Linked DNA regions of Rattus norvegicus: region 1 is linked to region 2. A link is a contact called in public Hi-C data. All regions are on one chromosome and are shown on one strand. The core of a region is the stretch at or near the end of the contact, and the rest is flanking DNA. Distances in the headings are between cores, read along the strand shown.

Region 1 (2,700 bases), core at 34-2,533, 210 kb after region 2:
CCTATTTCCTTTTTCTAAAAACAGAACGGAGTGACTGCAAGGTATTTTCTTACTATCTGACATCTACTAACACAGAGCTACCTTCCTTTTTTGTTCGCTTGTTTGTTTGGGGTGGGGAGTGAGGAAAAAAAGAAAAAAAAAAAGAAAAGACCAAATAATAATAATTACTATTACAGAAGGGTAAGTGAAGAAGGAGAGAAAAAAAATCAAACTTGCTGAATTAGCTTAGGAGTCAGTGGAATCTGCAAATAAAGTGTTCTTGGGACATTTTTTATTTTGTCATGTTCCGAAGTCCCTCAACTACCGAAGGCATGGAATGCCGCTCGGAACTTGACAATTCTGCTTCCTTCGTACACTTTTTTAAAGCTGTAAAAAAGTGCCGAGGGCCGCTTTCGGATTAGTTGGCAGTATTTTCGGCGTGGCTGCGTGTTTTTGTGCATTCATACAAAAAACCTCTAACAGACACACACGCACAATATCTACACACAGCCATATCTCGGCACGGGCGATCACACTTTCGATAACAACGCTTCTTTAAATTTTACTCCTCCGCCATAGAGTTGCTTGTCAAAATGAGGAAAGAAACAACATTTTAAAAGAAAGCGCTGTGGTGATTCAGTTCCCATTGTTTCCCCCTGCGAGAGGGAGGGAAAAAAAAAAAAAAAAAACAAGAAAGGCAAAGAAAAGCCTCCATCTCACCTGGCCTGCGCTTCATCCAAACTCTGGTCTGTGATGGTCATAATTTGCTGTAAAATGTCCCCGATGTCCTGCTTCCTCCCGCCCTCCCCCTCGGTCCCTCCGGCCCCATCCTGCAAGTGCTGGGACAGGCCGGGGTGTCCGGCCATCCCGACCCCAGCGTGGGAATGCATCAGCCTCGGCTGCTCGTCCATCTCTGAAGGCTCCGGCAGCCCCGGCTCTTCCTCTTCGGCTCCTCGGCTCGGCGCCTGGGAAGCACCGAGGCTTTTTATCCTTCAAGCTGTCTTCAAATCCTTTTCAGGATAAACAGGGACCAGGGTTTAAAAAAAAAAAGAAGAAGAAGAAGAAGAAGAAGACCAAAAGGGAAAAAAAAAATCTCTTTGCCTCTTTAGAGGATGGTGGGAGGATGGGGAGGGGGAGGGGGCGTGAAGGGGTTGCGGGGTGAGGGTGGGGATAAGGGCTGGTGGGGAAGGGTGTTGACTCCAAAAAAGCAAGAAAAATAAACCACCTTCCCACTTGGCGAAAAGAAATCAGAGCTGCCTTTGGGTTTTTCAGTCCGATCTCCTGTGCAAGGCAGAAATGGGCTCCCGACGCTTAAATCTGTGGCTTAATCCGTTTGCAAATATGCATTGATCGGGAGAAAGGAGAGGAAGGCAGGGGGATTGCAATGCAAACTTTCCCCCCCACCCCCCGCTGCCCCCCACCCCCACTCCGGGCCAGAGTGATCTCAAAGGGGGTGGGCTGTAGCAGAAGCCAGATCTCCCCCAGCCGTGGCGGCAGGCAAAACCCAAGCTCTCTCCTCCTCCGTGTCTCTGCAAACTCCAGCAGCCCCGTCAGCCTCCTGCTTTTGTTTAGCCCAGGCTCAGGACTCCAGAAACATATACAGAAAAACCACAGCCTGAGAGGAGGAGGAGGAGAAGGAGGAGGAGGAGGAGGTGGAGGAGGAGAAGGAGGAGGAGGAGGAGGAGAAGGAGGAGGAGGAGGAGAAGGAGGAGAGGGGAGGGGGCCGAGGGAAGGGGGGAGGGGGCGGAGAGGCCAGGAGGCGGGGGTCAGAGGAGGGAGGAGGGATTCTGAGCCCCGCCCCCCTCTCTGATTGGCCAGTCCGGAAAATGGGCTCCTCCTCCACCTACTTTCCACCCTACGCCGCCTCCTCGGCCTCCTTCAGCTCCTCCTAGCCCGGGAGTCTTGTCAATCAGAGTTCAGAGGTGGGCCGGGAAGGGGGCGGAGCCACGACCCAGTCTCCAGTTCTTAAAGGCGCAGAGAGACCTTAGCTCCGGCTCTTGTCTGCTTAGGCTGCGTCCTTGAGGAAAACGTGGCTCCACTTAAACGCAAGACTGTAAAATTAACACGAAAGCACACAGACCGTGTGGATCCCTCCGCCCCACCCCTCGTTCGTCTACGCGGTGACGCTGCGGTAGTAAACTTGGTTCTCTGAAATCTTAGACCTCGGGGAAACTGTTGAGAGCAAAACTTTGTTATATGACGTAGTTAGTAAATAAAATCGAGCTGCTAAGATAATGAATAATGATCTCTAATAGGTGAAAGTCGAGATAGTAAGTAATTTGCAAAACCTCAACTCTATGCCCGCAAAGAGAATATGAATTGTCATTTTTGTGGCATAGACACTAGCTAAAGTGTGGACTTTGAAACCAAATAAAACTCAAGAAAAATACCAATAAATAAGTTTACCAAAAGAAACGAATTCAACAATTCTCTTCCCCCGCGAGGGAAGTTGGTTATTTGGCTTAAACACTTAATAAGGGACTGCATTATCACAGTCTGGTTCTAGTTTTTAATATAGTCTAATAAGCATTAATAACAGGGAAAAGAAGGAAACTGACATTTATTGAATGCCTACTATGCACAAAGTAATTTACTTGAGTTATTGTATTTAATCCCCAAGACATCTCTGTGAATTGTGGGTTATTATTGTCCTTCCACAGAGAGGGAACTCGCAAAGGTTAAAGAATGCGTTAGAAGTCCATAGTTACAAAGTATCAAGGC
Region 2 (2,703 bases), core at 190-2,689:
TTAAAGAAATAAGTGATACGGCTAACAGATGTGACGCTTCCTATTTATGGCTTGAAGTCAGTACTCTGGTGACTTGGAGACAAAATGTGTATTTAAAAGCTCCTTTTTATCTCTCCAGCACCATGCAAGACTCAAATGAACCTTTCACTGGGACACCGGAGATGTTAACACTCGTCCTCCAAGATCCAATTTCAACCAACCGAGCTGTTACCTAATCCAGCAGCCATCACATATGATCAGGTTGCCGCCTCCCTGATGGGTGCCCGGCACCCCTCCCTTCTTCCCATTCCATCTCCTGCCCAAGAGCTTTCCGTGAAACTGGGCTTTAAAGGGTCCCCATGCCTGTGCATGCTGGTGCATCCAGGGTTCTAACAGCCCCACTGGCTGTACCTAACACCAAGGTATTTATCCCGGTTTAGGTAATAATTCTTAAAGAAGGAGTTTCCTACCCACAAATCACCCCCTCCCATTCCAATAAAGACAGAGACCAGTCACGACGGGTAAGTGATTTACACAGAGGTTGTCACAGTCTTTAGAAGGCACCAGAAGTCACATTGCTGTTATCACTTGCCCTAGGGTTAATCCTGTGCTAAAACTCCAGAGATAAGGAGATTGTCACAGCCTGGTTGAAGCAGCTCTCACAACTGGCCACCTGCGGTTCAATCTTTATTTATTTTCTTCACACAAGGAGAAAAACAAACCAAACCCAAAGGCACATTCAAGAGAGCCAGTGGGAGGGCTGTGCAAAGGATTGTTTTGTCCTTGGCTGAGCAATACAGCTCGGGAACCGCTCCCTGCTGGTGCCCACTAGAGGGCACTCTCTCCCCACCGAGGACTTGTTTAAAGGGTCCCAACAGCCACCAACATCTCCATGGAGCTGGGGAACTGGGATCTGCTCAGATTTGAGCTCCCAAATGTGGGCAGACGGGGAGGAGAGCATATTAGCAGAGGACATTGTTTCAGGGTATGGAGTAAAACTTGAAACTCGCTTAGCTGGGCCAGATAAAGAGACCATTGGAAAAGATAACCCCTGGACAGACACAAGGCTAAAAAGCCTCTTCATGGTTTCAAAGCACCAAGGCAGAAGCTAGATTTTTACAGTCTCTGGAGCAGTTTGGAGTTCTGTCTTTCCAAGACGAGCTACCAACCCCAAGCCAGGCAGGACTTTGAAGCCAGTGGAGGAGCTAGGAGTAGTCTGCCCTTGTACTTTTAGAAACTGGAAAATGTTTAGCCCCTGGGACCCTTTGTGCACACTGAATTGCATCATCACCTGGCAATATAAACACAAACTCTGCTAGCACACTTACAGATTATAAAGGTGGGTAACTTTGCTAAAAATAAGGCAGGCTCCTGCCACCAAGAGAGTGAGCTCCTAGAAGCCAGTGGTGACCCAGCATGATCTCATGACTCAGGTATCGTGCATCTATTCAGGTCCTTTCAGAGCTCTTGTGCACGCAGCCGAGTAGGATGTAGGACTACGGCATCTTAGGCATCTGTGTCCCGCCACCCTTCTAGGCCAGGCAGTTAGTTCCTGGTGTGTGCACCCCCCTCCGGTTCTAAGTTGTACAGAGAGAACGCTTTTTCTCTCCCATCTCTTCCACACCCATTTCCCAAAACTAAGATCTGCCTTTCAAATGTGACCATTCTAAACAAGTAAGACTATGCTGACATTAAGGCAATGGCTTTTGGAGTGAGGGAGAGCCAAGCACAGGACCAGTATCTGTGAAGGGTTTCTCTGAGGCCTAAGATTACACCAGCTGCTTTCAGATTTGTAGATCTCCGCCACCCCACTACTCCACCACCCCGACCTTTCAGGGTGTGTCATTTCTGACAGGCACAGTCATCATCCACATACTGGTGGACACTCCTCCAGCAGGAAAAGGACTAAGCTAGGCGCTGATTCTTCTAAACCGTGTCGGGACCCATATCTCCCATTCCTTAGTAGCCTGAAGCTTGGGGTTGTACTTATGGGCGCTCATCCCTCCCAGTTCTCAAGCCTCTTCTGTCTTTGATGAAAAGCTGTCTTGGTGAGTTATTTTAAAGAGTCGTCTATCAAGTAAATGGAAATGATTAACCATTTGATTTCCCCAGTTTCACAATCCGGCATTTACAGGCAGCTGCCAGACAACGGTTGATGGATAGGCTCAGGAGAGAGCCTATCGGAGTTCACTGTCGGAACTCAGACTGTAGAGGACCAAGCGGGAATCTTCCTGGCTGCTGGCCTAGAATGGCCTCTTCAGAGGATTCCAGTGCACAGAATCTGGAGATCTGGGAATCACTCTGATACACGGTATTGTCCCCTTCGAATCACACAGGAGTTTGTTCGGGTCAGTGGTCTCCTAAAGTGTCACCATTTGGTATGAAGACAAGATATCTTTCAATCCTTGCAATATTTTCCTGGGTTCATTAATGAGCAGGTATATATAAACAGCATATGGGATCAGAAAAGGACTTGTCAACTTCCTTCCAACAACGAGATAGTGAGGTCTTCAAGTGTTTCAGTGCGAGCATATTTACGGAGTGTTTCTTATGGTATCATGGCTGCCCTGATTTTCAAAGGGTGCTCTAGCCAGGAACTGGAAAATGCACTCATTTCTTCCCACTTGGCCCAGAGCCGCAACACGTGCACTGCGGGTGAAGTTTTAAGGCAGGAGATGAAAACAAAAATACAGGGTACTCTTGGGGATGGTTTTTACTATTTTG

Evidence for each region. Hi-C and Micro-C count contacts between places; a contact is called where the count stands out from the background.
Region 1: a contact with region 2 is called in a Hi-C map of the A7r5 cell line, with 4 times the contacts expected there. The contact joins the promoter of Pbx1 here to the enhancer-like site in region 2. A contact is called at or near these places in 9 of 12 Hi-C or Micro-C datasets (the A7r5 cell line, the Rat2 cell line, Schwann cells and 6 more) and 1 of 1 datasets of contacts at active chromatin or transcription factors (oligodendrocytes).

What each region holds. Positions count from the first base shown.
Region 1 is chr13:83,119,763-83,122,462 of GRCr8, forward strand. It overlaps Pbx1 (PBX homeobox 1), which reads right to left and starts at 1,284. Exons shown (of 9, transcript NM_001134862.2): 1 at 700-1,284. The coding sequence starts at 890.
Region 2 is chr13:82,906,777-82,909,479 of GRCr8, forward strand. All of the region lies in intron 2 of Pbx1 (PBX homeobox 1), which reads right to left. Among named protein-coding and RNA genes, the nearest start is that of Pbx1, 210 kb to the right of the region's middle. Within about 2 kb of position 1,440, at least 12 of the 93 cell types and tissues checked have an H3K27ac peak or open chromatin away from gene starts, as enhancers often do. A contact at or near this core is called in the A7r5 cell line, where this site is marked.